Regions from separate parts of the Gasterosteus aculeatus genome. Here region 1 is linked to region 2. Evidence: chromatin contacts called from public Hi-C data. All regions are on one chromosome and are shown on one strand. Each heading gives the region's core, a stretch centred on a gene start, on an enhancer-like site or on the middle of the called end of the contact. The rest is flanking DNA. Distances are from core to core; before and after follow the strand shown.

Evidence for each region. A called contact is a pair of places that touch in the nucleus more often than the background predicts.
Region 1: a Hi-C map of skeletal muscle shows a contact between it and region 2, with 13 times the contacts expected there. The contact joins the promoter of palm2akap2 here to the enhancer-like site in region 2. A contact is called at or near these places in 3 of 6 Hi-C or Micro-C datasets (skeletal muscle and whole body).

The regions. Positions count from the first base shown.
Region 1 is chr14:10,721,070-10,724,139 of fGasAcu3.hap1.1, forward strand. It overlaps palm2akap2 (PALM2 and AKAP2 fusion), which reads right to left and starts at 1,622. Exons shown (of 17, transcript XM_078088461.1): 1 at 1,481-1,622. The coding sequence starts at 1,524.
Region 2 is chr14:10,671,355-10,674,513 of fGasAcu3.hap1.1, forward strand. It overlaps palm2akap2 (PALM2 and AKAP2 fusion), which reads right to left. Exons shown (of 17, transcript XM_078088461.1): 10 at 811-1,017; 11 at 358-720. Among protein-coding and RNA genes, the nearest start is that of slc46a2, 8.0 kb to the left of the region's middle. Within about 2 kb of position 1,542, at least 1 of the 9 cell types and tissues checked has open chromatin away from gene starts, as enhancers often do.

The DNA of each region.
Region 1 (3,070 bases), core at 372-2,871, 50 kb after region 2:
GACCCGAGGGAGGTTTGCCAAATATATAACACATCTACCAGATGTGTTGGTTAGTGCCCGTACCCAAAGTCACACACACAACAAAAGCCCTTTACTAAAAGTGCGTCTAACATATGTCAGACTGTCATCCGGGGTCTCGCCCTCTTTCACCGACCTTGACACCTGCCCTGGTTTAGGTCATATCCAGCGTCACTAGACAAATGACTTCCATTTCTGTGGTAAAGACACCAACAGAGAGCTTGTATCCGCTTGTTTGGCCAGTCAGCGGGAAACCCTAAATTAAAATGTAACTGAACAGTGTAATGACGGACTAGCTAAGCAGCACACACGCTGCTAATCGCTCGCCTAGCAAGGCTGCAAACAGCATGCAACTATCTCTTAAAGCAGCAGGAAAATGGGACTTCTTTCCTCTGAAAGGCCATCGCTCACATGTAGGGTTACATTACATTATTCCGTTTGGCCAGTACGGCTATGCTATTTCATTAGGATATCTTGGGTTGTCACATAATATTCATAAAATACACAACGGTCATTTTTTCTCTTTCTATTGTTTTCCCTTTGGGCCTTTGAGTAATGACAAGTCCTTGTCTGGAAATGTCAGATTGCTTTGGAAATCTGCTGATTTTGTTCTTTTGGGACACGTCATCAAAGACTTGACAGTCAGCATCAGACGGGGTTTGAACAGCAACATTTCCACCAGAGTTCCATGATAGCCAGTGTTTTCTTGCTTCACGTCTTGCTGTTATTCTGTCCCCATAAGCCACAAATGCGAACGCAGGTTCGGTTGGTGTGTCTGCTGTCCTGATTAAAAGACAGATGAAATGCCAGTAAGTGAGTTTTGATTTCATTTTCATTCTTCAATGCATGGGCACTCGTTTCTATAACAGTAGAGACGCACGACGATCCCACACACACACGCATTCAAACACAGACACACAGGAAGAACCATTCTGCCGCATGGCGGACTGTGCTAGAACACAGCGACCGGCTATGCTGAAAACCGCCACTCTCGCACACACACACACACACGCACGCATGCACACACACACACGCACACTCCATAACGTAGAATGGTGTTAACATCAGGCACGGTAGGATGTGAATGAAGAAGGTCTGCAAGAGGACACCGAGAGAAGGTGGTGGAAAGATGAAACGTCACGCGGGACGAGTAAAGCCCAGGAGGGCTGATGTGTGTGGGGAGGTCTGCAGAGGGAGGGAGAGGGTGACTGAAAGAAAAGAGAGGGAGGGAGGGAGGGAGGAGTGCACACGATGTACGGCGGGTCCCCTCGCCAGTCATGACTGAGCAGCAGCCTCACCATGACGGAGCTCCCGTTCCCATGGCAACCCAGCCCTGTCAGATGGAGGGGAGCGAGAGGTGGAGGGATGCAGGCGAGGCGAGGATGGAGATGGAGGCAGAGATGGATAAGAAATAATAATGAATATTTCAAAAGGGGAAGGAAGAGAACATGCCACTACTTACGGGGCCGTTGCCGTGCCGTTCCTCTGCAAAGGTGTGTCTGCCATGGCTGCAGCGCCCCTCGGCTCGCCTTCCCCTCTTCCTCCTCGCCTTCTGCTCCGCTGTCCTCTCGCACAGAGTTGTGTCCACTTCTTCTCCTCCCTCCCTCCCTCCCTCCCTTTCCTCCGCCTTTCTCCCTTCTTTCCTCCTGCCTTTTTCAGTGGGTTTGTCTCTGCAGAATCTGTCAGAGCAGCTGCTGCCGCCGCCGCTCCTGCGTCGACCTGCACTGCCGGCAGGAGGCGATGGGATGAGAGTGTGTGCGTGTCCGTGTGCGTGTGTGTGTGCGTGTGTGTGCGTGTGTGTGTGTGAGAGAGAACACAAGAGAGAAGCACTGGTGTATTAATGTCCAGGTGATGATGTTAACGAGAGAGACAAAGGGATGAGGGATTTGCAGGTGAGGAGAGTGAGGTCGTGTGTGACGGAGATGAGAGAGGGAAGGAGGAGGATAGGACGCCAAAGAGAGGGAGACGGAGAGGAATAGAGCCTTGGGGGAGTCTCGGTATAATAAAGGAGTGGCCAACACGCCTCGTCCCTGCTGCTACCCTGAGAACCTTTCCCCTGCGAGAGTGGAGAGGGATTCATTTAAAGAGGCAGATGGGAAACTCAGAAACCACTCCATCATTATAAAAAAAAAAAAAGCGATGTCCTACAACTTTAAACGGGACAGCGAGGAATGGACGCCTGTATGGCTGATGGTCGACTGAATGGACGGGATTTACAAGAAGTCTGCCAGTCATTGTTTGATTTATTTCCACACAATCTAAACAAAAAGTAGAGTCCCTTTCCCAATCCTGGTTTGACCGTGACTACACCGCACGTCACCACGGACATTCAGCATCTCGTGGAGCAGCGCACTCCGGGACTCAAATCCTCCAGATGGAGTTGGAGTTGTCATGTTGATGGCCAACCTTCACGAGTTTTGCAGCTGGATGTAGACAAATCTGCACGGATAATCTCCTCAAGGGAGATTTGCATTCTAAGCGTGCATTCTGCATTCTAACTGCTGAATGATGATCTGTCTTTTTACAGACTGGCGTGTCCAAAATATTTGACCATGACCGGATATTCTGTGTTACAACATGATAATCCGTCTGAAATACTGCGTTCCCGGCTGCATTTTAAGCGGCCTGGTGACATGAGTGCTCGTCAACAAACGGGCCATGGCGAAGTTAAGTCAGGTGGCATCGAAGAAGACCGCCATTTACACGTGCCATAACCACTAGTGAAACCGCACAAAGGACGTAAGGGGAGCAGTCTGAAAAACATGCAAGTAGGAGGTGGACGGACAAAGGGGAACAGCTGTCACATGTCACACATATGGATATATGATATCATAAACGGCCGCAGCAGTTGGGTAGACGGCACCGTGTTTAGACTGTCGGACGCGGCCCATGCCGGACGAAGACAACAATCCAGCTGCCAGCTGCCAGCGTGGTACAGGGAGAAACCGTTTAGTCTGGATCCTAACACGAACGAGAAGCTCGGCAGACTTTTTATTGGTCTATAAACTTAGTGCTTAGCAGCAGTGCCTGGAGTGAAAACAGAGACCAAGGT
Region 2 (3,159 bases), core at 292-2,791:
AGGCCTAGTGGCAGTTAAACATCTTCTGCTAACAGCTAACTTATGGTTCAGCTTTTAGGCAGTTTCTGTTTACTAAATAGATACTTGATACTATAAATCTTTCATTTGAAGCTTGTTTTTTTCGCAGTTTAGATTTGGTGACAAAGGGCAATAATAAGTGCCTGACTTTAAATGTAGTGTTTGGATTAAAAAATATACTCAAATGTATACTAGCTCACACTGTTCATTTGGTGAGACCACTTAAGATAAGATGCTGTAATGTCTTGGCATTCACCAGCCTTCCTCAGGACTCTTATTTCTAACCCTTTTGTTTCCCCACAACACATACAGATACACATAATCCGCTCAGCCGCTCACCTCCCCCGACGGTCGTCTCCGCGTCACCCTGACCTCCTGCTCCTCTCCCGGGACGAAGAGCTTCGCCGGCCGCCGCTCCTCCTGGAACGCTCTGAGCTCAAACTTGGCCCTGCCGCTCCCTGACTCCTCCCCCTGACCGTGGCCGTTGGTCCTCGGGGCGAAGTCGTCCCGGTGGACGAACGTGGTCTGTCCCCGCCCCTCCACGGCGATCGACTGGGGATCGACGGGAGAGGAGGCGGACACGCTGACGGCGGGGGAGCCCCTGTTGACGGCGATCGGCCCGGTGTGTTCTGAGGGGGGAGAGATTCCGTTGGTGGGAGTTTCTGAGGCGGCGTCTAAGACCTGGTCCAAGTAGCGGATCTCCTGTGGACAGAGACAAGTGATGCATTATGATGATAGTCAAACTCCTCCTGCTGTAAAACGATAAAGGATATTAAGATACTTCATGCGTACCTGCACCCCGTCGCCGTCAGGAGGCGCTGCATTGTGAGCGCGGTTTCTGGGGCCGCTGAGGCAGCCATGTTGGATCTGCTGGCTCTCCACTTCCATGCTCGCAGGCCCGTCAGTGATAACGCTGACCGATTCCTGGAAACTGACGCTCTTCAAGGCCCGCTCTCTTGGCGCGGCGTCACTGACATCATCGACGGCCCGCCACAACTTCTGGAAACGAGAGCAGTGAGAGATGTGAACCTGTTTTAAAAACACGTCGCGCACATGGACGAGCCGGTCTGCATTGCAGTAGTAGTGTGTTGAGTTTATAGGAAACCAATGAAGCAGCAGCAGGAGTGCGCTGCGACTTGCTTCCACCACCAGAGGGCGCCGACTCCTTCTCTGCTGTCCGAACAAACACAAGACGACTTTTTATTCAACGGAAAATGATTCTATTTGGGATCAAATAACCTCACAAGCGTGAATCGGTGAGCTGAATACCTGGCATACGTAGGATCCTACAGGGGGAAAAGAGGTGAGAGGCATCCTGAGCTTCAACAGCTGCAGGTGGAAATGCCGAAACATTTTGTTGGATTAAAATGTTTTTTGACTGTTCGAATGGGATACAAAATAACATAGACATTAAATCACTGATGGCCTGTGGTGGACATTTCACTCTGAGTAAAGGACACACCGGTGGACACAAGTGCATCCTAGGATCAAATCTGTGACCTTCTGCTTTTGTGAACCATCCATCTGACACATTCCACACCCACAGATAGCAAGGAGCTACATTTACCCACTCCCACCAACACACACTCTACCGGCTTCCTGTTTCACCGCCTCGGGCCGAGTATCTTCCACGAGGGGTTGCTGACCCCTGTCTTTATAACACGTGAGAGAATGTGTGTGTGTGTGTGTGTGTATGGGGGGGTGGGATTTATTGAGGACCACTTGAGGAGTGAACTGCACATAGGCTCATGAGGAGGAGGTGTTTGCTTTGGTCCCACTCGTACACTTAACAACTCATTAAAAGATGTTCTCAGACAATCCCGCCCAGGTGAACCCTCCGCACGAGGCGTTCCTGCAGGAATCAGCGGGACATTTTGCTCAGAAAGTGGGCAGTCATGCTTCAAAGCCGGATCATTTTCTTTCCTTCGACTACTATTCTCTCCCGTTGAACTTCTTGGTCTTAATTCTCTCTGAATCCCCTCGGCTGCTCTTTTGCGTCCTCTCCTGCGTCTGCTTTTCCTCCCTCGGACTGTTGGACTGGACTCACACGGGGTGGGGGGGGGGGCGGGATAAAAAAAGCCTTGTCTTGTCTACACTGAAGGAACCCTCTACTCTCGGTTGTCTCTCCCCCGCACACTCCTGTGATAACCTCTATTGTTTCTGTTTGTACCGGTCCGGCTGACTCATGCTTCCACTCTCTCATGAAGGGTGTGAAAGTCAGAATAACACAATCTCTTCAAAGACGGCCTCCCACATCTACAAGTCTACCAGTGATACGATGTATGGACTACTTTTATTACTCTGCATGGAAAGGGAGAAAATAAACCGATGCAGTTATTCTCTAATCTAATACATCATCTGTGTAACGATGTGTGTGCAGCGATGCTATCAGTTCTGTGAAGCTGTACTTATGTTATGGGAATGTTATTATCAATATGTGACAAAGCTAAGCTTTAGAAATGAAAACTTTACTAGCCCTTGACAGAAAAGTACAGTTAGCCATTAGTCACTTTGTCAACTTTATTCTTTGTTTAGCCGCACTATGATTGACACTGACCTGTATTGAAGTTTTAAAGACGTTTAAAGTTCCCTTTTCATCTCGGAGCTCTTAGTTTTCTTCACACTCTCACACACTCAAATGATTTTTCACCCAGTTAATGATGTTAGCGACCATGTGACGACCAGATGTCACTTGTGTTTACACACATTCACAGACTAGAGCCTCGGCCCTCTTACGTTCGATCCATTGTTTGCTGCGTGTGTGTGTGTGTGTGTGTGCTTGCGCGGGCAGGAATGTGTTTGTGTGTGTGTGTCCAGCAGGCAGGACAGCACAGAGGGGGGAGGATATCCCTTTACTGCCTCGGGAAGACAGACCTATAGTACAGGAATGTCTCATATGCAATGCGACTCGACTCCACCAACACACAATACAAGGCGTGTGTGTGTGTGTGCTGCGGTGCATGGCGGTGTGAGTGTGGTCTTTGTGTCAGAGGTGTGTATTGCCGTGTGTGTTTCTGATTCTCCTTGAGGTGAACTGACATTCCAGACATTACTAGCTGTCCCCGAGGCTCGGACTCAAATACTTGCGATGAGGGACACTGTCCACCTGGCGAGGAGCAAAGTGTGTGTGTGTGCAAAAAT